3 separate regions of the Danio rerio genome follow, and regions 2 and 3 are each linked to region 1. The links are chromatin contacts, called in public Hi-C and HiChIP or PLAC-seq maps. All regions are on one chromosome and are shown on one strand. Each heading gives the region's core, a stretch centred on a gene start, on an enhancer-like site or on the middle of the called end of the contact. The rest is flanking DNA. Distances are from core to core; before and after follow the strand shown.

Region 1 (4,583 bases), core at 1,087-3,586:
TTAGTTGAAGTAAAACAAAAAAAAAGTTTTGTTTACATTTTTTGATGGTTGAAAATGCATTTATAAGGATTTTAAAAGCTATAATTTTTTTTTGCATGACAAAATATAGATTTACAGAAACAATTACAAATTTGTAAGCTGTTTATACGACTTTATACAGCACATCTTTGAATTATAGAGCTTAACTCTTTGAGTACCCAGTTTTAAGATCCATTCATAGTTTAAAAGACCAACTTGTTTTTGATTAATGTGTGAATCTGGCGCTCTCCTCTGTGTGTTTTTCTGCATGTGTCTCACTTCCTCCCCCATCCTCTCTTTTTTGTCACATGGTTTACTGTGCACACACTCTGACTGATGCTGTTTGCTCAGCATTCTCTGTTTTGTTGGCAGAAGATGACAAATGTCAAAGCAAATTGTGAAAGGCAAACACACAGGCTGACAAAAGCACACATCCACACACATCTGACAGTATACTTTAGTGCCCCGTTAAGAAGGCCTTGTTGGAGGAGATTTAACTGCTCTTCTCACACTCACACTTTCAACTGTGAAATGAGAGCTTGAGATACGCTTGTTTGTTTTTGCACAAAAAGCTTTGAAACTGATCACAGCTGGATGCCATTTAAAAGAAACAAACCGATCCGAATTAAAATGGTGGAAATTCTTGATTGCAACCTCTGATAAATGAGGGCAATTATTTGTGGATCCAGGACCAATCTGATTTCTGAGGTTTGTAATTCAAAATGGTATCAGCAGGGGGCAGCACAGGACAATGTTTGTTCTCCTGTTTTAAACAGTCACCAACTAAACATAAAATTGTTGCATTTATGTACAGTTGAAGTCAGAATTTTTAAGCCCCCCGAATTATTAGCGCCCCTGTTTATTTTATCCCCAATTTCTGTTTAATGGAGAGAAGATTTTTTTCAACACATTTCTATAATATTTTTAATAACTCATTTCTAATAACTGATTTATTTTATCTTTGCCATGCTGTCTGTAAATAATATTTGACTAGATATTTTCAAGACACTTCTATACAGCTTAAAGTGACATTTAAAGGCTTAACTAGGTTAATTAGGTAAACTAGGCAGGTTAGGGTAATTAGGCAAGTTATTGTATAACAACGCTTTGTTCTGTAGACTATCAAAACAAAATATTACTTTAAAAGGCTATTAATTTTGACCTTAAAAAATTAAAAACGGCTTTTATTCTAGTCAAAATAAAATAAACAAGACTTTCTCCAAAGAAAAAAAACATTATCAGACATACTGTGAAAATGTCCTTGCTCTGTAAAACATCATTTGTGAAATATTTCAAATAATAATAATAAAAATCAATGGGGGGCTAATAATTCTGACTTTAAATGTAGTTATTTTATTGTTAATGAATAAAATATAATATTATGAAACAAATTCTAGTATTATAATATATTTTTTTTAATGTTATTAAACTTTCAAAAGCAAAATTGTCCAGACATTTAAATTCTGAAGAATGTCAACAAAATGTTTTTGTTTTAGCTTAAGAGCAGTTAAGAAATCAATATTTAGTAGAAAAAATTATTTCAATCTAATCAACAAATGAAAAGACTTCTTGTTTTGACTAATTGTCATTTTCATGTATCATGTGACATTAAAGTTGGTAATGATGTTGAAATTCAGCTTACAATTTTAGTACCCACAAGACATTCACACAAAAAACTTTCAAAAATTAAATAATATTCAGTGTTGGACAAAAAATAAGATTATAATATATTATTTGATGTTTGTTTTATTTCCCCAACACAGTATTTCACAATATTTCTGTTTTTACTGTACTTCACATAAATATACACAGTAAAAACTCTGTTAATTAACCGTTTTTGTGTTTTCTGTTTGTTTGTGGTTGCTCCATCGACTTTTGATTTGGAAATGTATCTCTACAGTTCCATAATGGTCCCATAATGCATAAAACATGAATCACAAAAAAAGAAAAACTGCTATTTTACGGACAGTCTTTTTAGCCTTGAGAAGCAAAAGAGACTACTTTCAAAACATTAAAAAAAGATAATGTTTTCAAAGTTTTTATTGCCAGCCTGCATATTATATATTATGTAATATACATAGACAGACAGATTGATATTTCCCTTTCCCATACTAATAGGTGGCAAATATCCCAATTCATCTTCAAAGTCCATATTCATGACATGCAGGAAGCGACATCCTGTCATGTTTGATCAGGGAACAGGGAAACAGCTGTCAGTTCCTCCTCAGCTCCACAGTCTCACTGTTCCAAGACCTCCTTGTAATAATATTGACCTTCCCTGTACTGTTTACTCAGGCTGCCTTTAAACACAGCAGCAGCAAATATCACACCGGGCCGCCGCGCCATTTCACTCTCACGCTTGCTAATTACTGCCTAAATACCCTCTTATCTCCCTGCGCTGCCTGTTTGTGTTAGTGCACGACACACACATTTGGCCACTTCAACATCCACTGAAGCATTGTGATAAATATGACTGATTGGCTCTTCTGTGTCTGCCAGCTGGGTGTTTCATTTCTCGTGTTTTTGAGGGGTTTAGCAAGTGAATTGGGAGACGACCGACAAATGATGTGCTAGATGAAATTTCAAAAACAACAACTGTAATGAAGCTGCTAATAACAGGCCTATGCCTCATCTATTACCCCTAAGGTAAAAACAGCAACATATATTTCAAAATACACAAATAACAGCCCCAAAAAATGTTTGCTAAACATAAATTTTAAGAAAATATATTTACATAAATACAGTTTTTACAGCCACATTTCTTGGACATTTTTGAATATTTATGAAAAAAAGTTCTAAATATATTTAAAAGCACTGTATTTGCCTAAAAATACATTAACATAACATGGGAAGGAAGTTTTAATTTGATGAATAAAATATGTGAAGCAAGGAACATATTTATTTATTTATTAAAATCTCTTCTTGAATTCTAATGGACAAAACTAAAAAATTTTGAAATGAATTTTCATTAGAATTTTGTTCGGAAAAAACGTCCATAAATATACATAACAGTTCAATACAAATGAACCGTCCACATTCGCTAAGAGTTTTTTTTTTTTCTCGTAGAGCGAACTAGGTAAATGTGAGATGAAAATTCAAATTAAAAGTCTTTCTGCAGCTGTGCAGAAAAAAGACAATTTACAAATGAATAATTTTGTTGTTGTTGTTGTTAATAATATAAAGAATAATGTTATTATTGGTGTTATTATTATTTTTGTTGTTGTTGTTAGGATTAGAAATACTGAAACCTTTATTTTTTCAAGTGTGGATGTCTGAGATTAACTCAAAGTAACACGTTGGCAGAAGATATTTTGGGTTGCAAAATTTTGCTAACAAAACTAAGCTTTTTAACTTAATGAAGAAAATTTTGATTTAGGTTATGTAAATATGTTAAATGTAGTTATACAGACATTTTTGTCTGTATAAGATTTTTTGCCAAACTAAGAAGATTTTTGCCAAACTAACAAAAAAAAAAAAAGTAATTTCAACTTTTTTTCAAGCTGTATTTTTTACAGGGTAATTTTAAGCCTTACACTATTTTTAGGAATTATTTGAAAAACATTTTAGCCAGAAATGGGTTATTAAATGCTAACAACGAGTATGTTTTATTTATTTTATTTGTTTGTTTAATTAAAAGGGACAATACACCAAACACTGTTATACAAAGACAATTAATGTTAGTACATAGGGCATATAGCATAAAGCTAATTTGCAGCCCTCGTCTCTGGTTAGGCTTTACATAATAAAAATAAAAAAATCAACAAATAAAAAACATTCTAATAATACAATAGACATGTACTGTGCATTGTAACATAAGGTGGACACTGACAAAGGAAGTGCATATCCAAATGCAGGTTTATTAAACAGAGATGGTCTGGCAAGCAACGGTCAACACAGGGGCAAACAGATGTATACATGCATTCCAGGGTCGTGGTCATGCAACAGGCAGATGATCAAAAGGCTGGAGGCAGACAACACAAATAAACAAACAAAACAAAGCTAGGGTCAAACACAGCCAGGCAAGGCAAGGCAAGACAAGGCATATGCGTCATAATGTTTAAGCGTAATCAGTTCAACAAGACTCAGCAATAATGTGTGTGTGTGTGTGTGTGCTGTCTTTATAGCCCGTTTGATTCATTCTGAATAGCTTCAGCTGTGTGTTTGCAATCAAAAGTAAACCAGAACAGGTGTCAGAGTACAGGTAGTTCTCCAGCGTTCAGTGTGTTTATCAGCAATCTGCAGCTACTAGATCGCTGGTGATCATAACACATTTACAGAGCCACAAATGTAAGTCAATCTACATACTAAACCAAAATGTAGACCTGACCAATCTGAAATGAATCATACTGATTTCAGCCATTGTTTCAGCTTTTCAGAAAGAACTGGGTGTTCTGATTGTAACTTTAAATCAACAGGATTGGCATTTGATCAATTAATTGGAGTTTAAGTGACCCTGTTTCTTGTTAGCGATCAGGTCATTAGCATTCCAGCAGACTGTACGTTGGATTGTGTCCATAATAGATTGGGTTTGGTGGTGTTTGTTTAGCCCTTAGCTCACTATACTC
Region 2 (4,583 bases), core at 1,506-4,005, 220 kb after region 1:
GCTTTTATTTATTGTACTTTATTTATTTGATCTAATTAGCTTTTTTTTGTTTGTTTGTTTTCGACAAACTTTAGTATATTGTGTGTCAAAACTCCAAAGTTTAATAATCAAGCTGTTCCTTTGTTTGACCACATGTTAAATGAATAGTTCTCATAACGATGAAATCAGGTTCAGTATTTGTTTCCATCAATGTTCCATAATGTAATAGAGGTTAATGTACTGACAGCAATTATTCATCTTTGTTAATGTTGGTTAAAGAAATTAAAATCATTCATTGTTAATTCTTGCCAACTCAATTTTGGATTTTAATAATTAATTAATAAAACTATGATTAATAAATACTGTACAAGTTTTGTTAATATATAGTTCATGTTAATAAATACATAAATGATCAATAACTTAATAAAATGTCTTGGTTAAGTATTGATTTCTTTTGTTCAACACAAAGAAAAATATTTTGAAGAATGTCAGAAGCCATTAGCCATTGACCCCCATGGTATTTTTTCACTCTATGCATGCCAATGGCAACAGGTATGCTTTAAAATAAAATTCTTTGGTGTTCAGAAAAAAAGTAATACGTGTTTGGAACCACTCCATCTTGAGTATATTTTCATTTCTTGATGAATTATGAATTATGAATGAATAGATTTATTATCCAGGCAGGCACAGGACATCAACATGACGTCAGATTGACGTTGTACCTCAACGTCGTGGGATGTTGCATTTTTCTTGAAATAAAAATTGTGTCGATGTCAAAATTCAACGTCAGGCTGACATCAATGACCATCGTCCCACCTAAAATCAACCAAATACCAACGTCTAATGATGTTACAGCTTGAAGTTTTGTGGATGTTAACACTATGACGTCTATAATACGTTGGACTTTGGTCGCCATATTTGACAAATACATGTCAGTATTTGACATCCATATGACGTTGGTTTAAGATGTTGGCTCGACATTCTATTTTGGTCACTTTCCAACACAACCTAAAATCAAATATCAACGTCATTTGAAAATGTTATTGAACGTCAAATTAACGTTGCCCTTAAACTCTGGCTATAGACATTAAATTTTGGTGACCTGACATAACAACCTAAATCTAACCTATTATAAACATCTTATAACATTGTGTACCTGCTGGGTAACCAAATAAAACTAGATACAAAAAGATGAAAACATCATATGTACATTTATAGTTATTAATCAGTGTTTACACTGTAAGGTGCATTAATGCGTTTGATGTGAACTAAACAAAGTAATAATACACACAACAGGGTTTCTTTGAAGTATCTATTGTTTTATCATTTATTATCCAGCATATTGTTTACACAACGGATGCCCTTCCAGTGACAACCCAGTACTGGAAAACACCCATATGTATGCAAAGATAAAATAAATGAGTTGTTAAAAATGAACAAACTATTGTTTAGAAATGTGTTGAAAAAAATCTCTTTTAAACAGAAATTGGGGGAAAAATAAACAAGGGGGCTAATAATTCTGACTTTAACTGCATACATTGGTAACACTTTACAGTAAGGTTCATTACTTAATGCATTTACTAACATGAACTAATCATGAACAACACTTGTACATCATTTATTATCATAATTGAACATTTACTAATGCATTATTAACATCCAAACTCATGCTTGTTAACATTAGTTAATGCACCGTGAGCTAACATGAACTCCCAATGAACAACTGTATTTTCATTAACTAATGTTAACTAACATGAAAAAATACTGTGGTAAATGTATTGTTCATCACTTGTTCATGTTAGTAAATGCATTAAGTAACATTAACTAATTAACCTTATTGTAAAGTGTGACCTATACATTTGTAGCTATAAATCAATGTGTACACTGTAAAGTGCATTAATGCGTTTGATGTGAACTAAACTGAAAGTAGAAACTCACAACAGGTTTTCTTTGAAATATCTATTGTTTCATCATGTCCTCTGGGATCTGTTATTACAACCAAACATTCTCCACAGGGATCAATGAAGTTCTGACGTATCCTAATTGTACTACAGAGAATTAACATGACCTCGTCACGGATAGCAACATTTATATAAAGTTTAAAGCAAGGTTCTTGATTATTGAAAAGCAACTAAAACTCAACGTCCCTTCCTTTCTTCCAGTACTCTGGCAATACTTAAATCATGGCTGCAGCATTTCTTTTATCTAACCTATACATGAATGACCGTGATCTCTGCTTGAGTGCTTTAAGAAAGCCCTAGCCGCCGTCTTGACCTAATGAACACCGCCGGAATAAAGCAGCCGTGCTGTATCTAATGCTCAGGTCTTAAGAGGTTTGTCCCCTTCTGTGAGGTGATGGTGTATCCGGGAATACAAAACGCTGTCTCTGTACTTCTCTATCAATGCTACTGCTTTATTCAGCTCACGTAAAGCTCTGCATTTTCCTTCTTCCTTCACAGCAGAAAAGCTTTTAAGTCTGTGTACAGTTCGCCGCCGGCCCTGAAAAGTGATGAGCGTGCCATAACCTGTTGCTTTTAGTGATTACCTTCCATTTGCATTATTTATACAGTAAAATCCTTTCGGTTGCTTTTTAAAGCATTATGTTAACAAGAAGAAAGAGTCACAGTAGCCACGGTTCGCTACCACAATAAAGAATTGATCTGAGCAGGATGGACTGCTTTTAACCTTCCTTTTTAAAGGCTCCATTAATGCACTCACAGAGAAGAGTGGCACTCCCAGCATGCACTGGTGTTAATGGCGCTGTGACAGAGGCCTGGGCGGACAGTCTGGAATGTGCGTCACTGACAGCCTACAACCTACGGGGTGTGAAATCTCTCTTGCTCTCTCGCAAACACACGCACACACACACAAACACAAATAACTCAACAGCATGAGGTGAAATGACTGGTTGCCATCACAAACAGAGAGAAAAGGAAACGGTTTCAAAGGTGAATTAAGGCAAGCAGATCCTGCAAACAGTCAAAACAAGAAAAGGTAAACATTGTAGACATTGTGTGTAAACCACAGTTGATGGATTGGCATTGCACGCTTGCTTTCATTATGAAGAAGACCGATGAATGTCACATTAGGGCGTAGCTGGTGTCATCGCTCAACGGTTATTTGGTAAATTCAGCCACAAATATGAGATGACACATGAACAAAGAACAAGATCAGAGGTATTAAATGAGATTATTCACATCCACACATCACTGCTGATGTAAGTTTCAACATAGACTGACGTGTGAGGAAAGGTTTTCAACACGTTTGTCAATATAGACGTAATCTATCTGAAAGGACTTCACAATTTATTCAGTTTCTGCGTCATTCAGAATTGAATTGAGAATACTTTTTTAATCAGAATTTAATTGAGGTGGCAAAAATGATGCAGATGAGGTACTGAAAACTGAAATATGAAAAAGATAAAAACAATGAAATATCTGTAGCAAGAATAGGATGAAAGACACACAGAATGATAAACCGAATGATACACTCACTCTTAGGAAAAATGGCTCTAAACAACAAAGTAGGGGTCCACAGCTTCTAACAATATCCTTACCCTTTTTGGTGCTAAACAGTACCTTTTTTATTATGTTCCACAAATAACCATTCTTTGATAGTGCTGTAGGGCCTTAAAATTATATGTTTACTATTGCAAATTTTAGTATTAATATTAGGAATAAGCCATTTTTTATTAATATTAGAATTATTAATATTAATTTTACATTAATTAATATATGATCTACATTTCCTGATCTCATTTAAATGAAATGCTTTAGATTTTTTTTACTTTAAAGTTTAAGCTTTTATTTGTGACCCTTGACCACAAAATCTGCGTCTTATGTTATGAGTATATATTTGCAATAGTCAAAAATGCATTGTTTGGATCTGAATAAAGAATTCATCCTTTTTTGTACATTTTTAATACTTTAAATATTTGATTAATATTAGAATTGTTGATATTAATTTTATATTAATTAATGTATTATAACATTATTATAAGTATATTATTTTTCTATTATCATCATTGTCATCATCATTCATTCATTTATTTACCTTTATTTTACTCCAGGGGTGCCCAATCTTTTTCTTGTTTAGGGCCAAAAAATAGAACTTAATTTGAGGGTGGTGGGCCAAAGGTAAATACACCAATCTTTATCAAATAAAGTCGCAATGAATAGTTTCCTAATTTATTTGGGAAATGAAAAAATGAGTAGAGAACATTTCTTTAAATTATCGAATGCAGTATAATTTAAAAAAATTTATAATGAACTTATTAAAGTAGTTCTTTTGACTACAGTCAAGCTGAATCTGATTTGCTCGCAGATGTCTTCTGCATCGTCAAGTGACAGTATTTACTTTTTTAAAAAAAAAGTAATTCTCATTAGATTATAAGTAGGGTTAGGGTTAGGGTAACTTGACATGTACTTGCAAAGTTTTTTATAGTCAGTTAAATGTCTGTTGAAGGAGCTGTATCAAGATATTAAGTAGACAGTCTACTAATATTCAAATGGACCATCAAAATAAAGTGTTACGAAATATTTAATTTTAGTTAGCTCAACAGTCAAACAAACACATTAAATTAGAAATGTCGATCTTAAGGCATT
Region 3 (4,583 bases), core at 1,052-3,551, 200 kb after region 1:
TTCATTTATTGGGTTTTAACTGTGCTCAAATGGCTTCATTTACTCAAATAGAGTAAGTTCACAGTGCTCATTAGGATTAGCTTTTGAACTTAAATAGATTGTTGCAAACGGTTTACTCAAATGGTTATGGAGTTACCTTAATTTTTTTTTGTTTAACAGTGTATAAAAACGTTCCTAGTGAAAAGTTCCCTCATAGTTATCGGTCAGCAGCAGATAACAGCTTTACTTTAAACTCAAAATTACTGATCAGACTAAGTTCATTCAAACAGCCAGATTGCAAACATTTTTTTTTCTTAGAGCACGTCTGTGTATTTTATTTAGTTTATCTGGTAGTGGCCTTTTACCACTCAGCATTCCTCCGAAAAATAATATTTAACAGAGGTGCGGGCATGTTGAGTCAATATCTACTACACGTTCAAATAAGATAAGAGAGAGTAGAGCTCAGTTAACACTGTTCAACCTGTGCACTATTACATCATATCCTGGCGGAATTCAATTTCCACTCACTGCACTTCTAATAAGAGACAAACTAATATTAGTGCAATTCTTGAATTGCGCACAAAGGTCAATATTGAGTGAGGCTGCAATCATCCTGAAGGTTGATAACATTTCAGTTAGGTCATGTCTCTAGGTAATGCAAGACAAAAACAACTGTACATGTGCAAGAGTGTTGTTTTATTTTATTGGTTAGCAGAGATCACAAACAGCCCAATGAATATTCTTGTTTACATTTACTGAACGACATTACATTTCGTATTCTTATTTATTTTCTTGTATTGAACAAATTTAGTCAGAGAGCACTCTTGAAATGCTAAACTTGATTATCAAACTGAATTTGGCTACCTTTTCTTTCACTTAGACACTCAGCCCCTTAGGTCAAAGCGAACGGAACAAGCAGCAACACCTTGCCCAAAACACCCTCCAGGCATTTTACAACAAATAAAAACACCCACACTCCCCAACACTGATCCTTTAGTGCAATCAATGCAAACACCAACACAATAAATAGGGGTAGTGGACACTAAACATTAGCTCAGATAGCTGGCTGGTGGCCCTATTGATGTTTTCAAGGAACAAAAGATCAGCAGATTAAAAAAAAAAAAAAAAAAAAAAAAAACAAGCTCTTACCATAACATAATGCCTCTGCATCTCAGTCTTCTCATTGGCCAGTTTGTCGTACTCCACTTTAAGACTGTTAAGAGAGAGAAAGATCCAGAATGACTTCTTAGTGAATGCCAAAGCCACAGATCACATGCAACGTATTGGCTCACATCACAAACTACTGCTGATTTTACACGGATTTCCATGAAACCCCAAACATTAAAGCACTTTTCATATAGTGAAATGAAGGCACTATACTTGTAGTTCCTATGAACTCGAGGTTAATTTACACAAACCCTATTCTGATAAACACATGACACGCATACAGCTCAGCGAGCAGAGATATTTACCTGTGGTACTGAGCTTGAAGGAACTGAAACTCGTCTTTGATTCTGTCACAAGATTCTGCTACAGTGAATTTGAAGCCCGGCTGGCCAGGCTGGTGAGGTGCCTGAAAAATAATATCAATCATTTATGTGAACTGCTGCAAAGAAAAAGCATTATTAATACAGCCTAGCCACTGATGCAATATGCCATTACACCAACATTCCGTGTTTTCGGAATGTCACTATAGCTTTGACTTCCTACCACCATAACCAAAACAACCAACGACCTTCTCCATTACTCCTTTCAGAGCAGTCCGTGGGTCTCAGGTTTTACTTTCGCTGAGTGTCTGAACAAGTCACGGGTGTCAATAACACATTTCATGCTTCCTGATTTTCAGGGAAATGATATTTCATCGGAGCTGAACTGCGGTTTGTCAGAAGTGCCCAGGCGCTCCCTCGAGCTCGGCCTGCCGGTGGTTTTGAGACTCTGGTGGGAAAAGCCTCACACACTGAGCAGCGGTCGGCGTGACACAGACGGGTCACTGCGTCTAAACAGCCCCGGAGGAAGAAATAATAATAATAAAAGCAAACTAGCAGCTGATTCTCCTCCTCAGTTCTTTCCCGTACACATTTCCACTTTAAACTCACATGAAAACCAACGATAGAAGCAAGTTCCGCCTCGTTTAGTTTGAGCAGAAATAAAGGGCACACCGCGCGGCACAATAGTGCGCGAGCCCAGCGCTCGAGGAGCGCGTCTGTCGAGGACACAAAGCATCAATATCATAATTTATGATACTCACCGGATGCCGGCCCTGCGGATACATCTTGAATGTATCCCTTCCGAGGAGAAGATCCAGGGGATGTGGCGCTCTTCAGTAATCCGAGTAGATGAGAGAGAGCCCGTCCGTCACCCCTCCCAGCACTCGCGGACACACAAAGCCCGGTCCGTCCACCCGATGCACGCGCTTCTCCCGCTCCTGATCCCCGGTTTAACCCCTTTATCCTTCACACAGGCGAGGAGCAAGACAAAAACACAGCGCGTTGGTTCATTATCTCCAATAAGAGTCAAGCGTTCAGCTGCGCGTGTGCTGTAAACACAGAATAGTTGTGTCGAGCGAGGCAAACACACATTTGCTGCTTGTCATCTGCTCTGCGAGCTGCGACTAACAAGCTGCTTATGAGTCTTCTCGCAATAACAAGATTACCTGACTGCTGTTTGCTTGAATGTAACCAGACAAGATTACAGAACAATGTCAGAAATACAGCAATAGAAACCCAATCAATTCCTGGATAAATGGGTCAAACAGACTCTTTCTTTAGCTTGGTCTGGGATAAATATTCACGGCAGCAGCTTTGTAAACTACAAAACAGGAACAAAGCATGAAGAGTGCTTAATTGCTAAATCGACTGACTAAATTACGAGTGGATTGTTGTGAAAGTTATCTTCCGCGTTACCTTCAGTCTCCATAAAATCCCTTTCCGCGAAGGTAAATGCAGCAATAATTCCTTGCACCGAGGAAACGTCGAAGTCCTCCACTCGTGACCTTATACGATCAGTATTAGGCGCTGGTTGGGAATCAATCCCAACCCTAGAAGAAAAAAGCAGCGCCTAACAATCGCTTCGAGATTGTTTTCCTCTGTTAAGACTTGCTTGAACACAGTTCTCAGGGTGTTGATAAATTCTCCCAATCCCTATTTGATTGCTTGTTTAAAAATGGTTTGATGGCGAAAAGTTTGCCTCGTACGAGCCAGCCGCTCGCAGTCGCTTTGCCTAGTTTCTCCAACACTCGCAGTACCACACACAGACTGCCCACTGACACGCGGGCTCAACTACCGCGAGAACAACCGAACACGACCAATCAAATCTCGAACAGGACTTCAACGCATCCGACCAATCAGATATTAGATCCCACGTGGGGCACGTCCGTTTTGCGCGCGCTGATTGGCCAATAAACACCTGACCTCATGTTCGCCATTTTGGCTCTAAATAGGTTGCTTTCCCCGTAGACAAACAACTTACATGAGCGACGATTGTTCGAAGTCTAGCCACCAACTGAAATCTCAAGAGATAGATTGTAGCCTCAGAAATACATATTACAAAAGAAACTGCCTGCAATTTTGCTTCTATTCGCTGATTTACGAACATATATCTGCGTTTTAAAGGGAACCCCAGTCGTATGGAATCTGTTTATAATTACTTGCTCTTTTTATGTTCCCATCATGTTTAAATGTCATGATTTCAACAAACTGCGAATTTGTCCGTGATTTAAAAAAATGTGAGCAACTTGAGTCTAAACATCCTTCAAATGTCCCCCTTTGTCCCTTTCAAGGGCGCCTAACGTGGATAACAAAATGAAGCGAGAGAGCACCCTCATTGCCAATGTATAGTTATGCTACCGATTTTGAATGTAACTCAAATTAACAGCATAATCTGTGAAATCAGCCCTCATTACTTGATTCACGCTGTCTGCTCAGCAACACCCTCCGTGCCCACGTCTGCGCCCGGAAAAAAAACTCAACCTATCATGTGTTGCTCAGACCCACGTGGGGCTCAGCGCCTCGTTCAGAGCATGCTGACCAATCAGAGCGCTGGCGAGCGTCTGATTGGCTTAGAGCGACACGGGTTGTCAGTTCGAGACCTAAGTTGTCAATCAAGCCCACGAGGGGTAGAGCGCTGACAAATGCCTGTGCCTCTCAGCCTCCCGCCTGCGAATAGTGCTTGGAATGGCTGCTTAATTAGCTTCGAATGGCTTTTCCTTCCAGCTCAAACAATCTGTCACTACCATGTGGTAAAAAGAGCCCTGCGTAAAACAAAAGAGGGAAAAGCTAGTAGGGGCTAAATATCAGTTTGATTTTTTTCTCTATGCAAGTCGCATTACCACAAAACAAAACATTTATTCCACTCAAAGGCTGGTTCAGCGTAGCCAACTGTTCCTGGCTTTATTTGTTTTCCCCAAATAGGAGTGTAATCAGATATGCTTAATAATGTTTTTGTGCGTATTTATTCTTTTTTAATCATTTAAAAATATATAATTTTAGGCAAAAAGTCTACTGGATCACAGAGGATTGACTGTCCTAATTAGATGTGTTTAAGATGTTTGTGCTCAGAGACTTCAGGGTCACTTCAATGCAAAGATCTGAGGAAAAGCCAACCAT

The links. A called contact is a pair of places that touch in the nucleus more often than the background predicts. HiChIP or PLAC-seq counts read pairs in DNA pulled down with a chosen protein or histone mark.
Region 2: a contact with region 1 is called in a Hi-C map of embryo, with 1.9 times the contacts expected there. The contact joins two enhancer-like sites. A contact is called at or near these places in 1 of 18 Hi-C or Micro-C datasets (embryo) and 1 of 4 datasets of contacts at active chromatin or transcription factors (caudal fin).
Region 3: an H3K4me3 HiChIP or PLAC-seq map of gastrula embryo shows a contact between it and region 1, with 5 times the contacts expected there. The contact joins the promoter of tle3b here to the enhancer-like site in region 1. A contact is called at or near these places in 6 of 18 Hi-C or Micro-C datasets (caudal fin, embryo, fibroblasts and 2 more) and 3 of 4 datasets of contacts at active chromatin or transcription factors (caudal fin, embryo and gastrula embryo).

Annotation. Positions count from the first base shown.
Region 1 is chr7:33,540,000-33,544,582 of GRCz12tu, forward strand. All of the region lies in intron 2 of LOC141375393 (a long non-coding RNA gene), which reads right to left. Among named protein-coding and RNA genes, the nearest start is that of paqr5b, 28 kb to the left of the region's middle. Within about 2 kb of position 2,337, at least 15 of the 62 cell types and tissues checked have an H3K27ac peak or open chromatin away from gene starts, as enhancers often do.
Region 2 is chr7:33,755,271-33,759,853 of GRCz12tu, forward strand. No RefSeq gene overlaps it. Among named protein-coding and RNA genes, the nearest start is that of tle3b, 17 kb to the left of the region's middle. Within about 2 kb of position 2,756, at least 11 of the 62 cell types and tissues checked have an H3K27ac peak or open chromatin away from gene starts, as enhancers often do.
Region 3 is chr7:33,738,128-33,742,710 of GRCz12tu, forward strand. tle3b (TLE family member 3, transcriptional corepressor b) reads right to left here and starts at 2,302. Exons shown (of 20, transcript NM_131780.1): 1 at 2,228-2,302; 2 at 1,452-1,552; 3 at 1,129-1,192. The coding sequence starts at 2,251.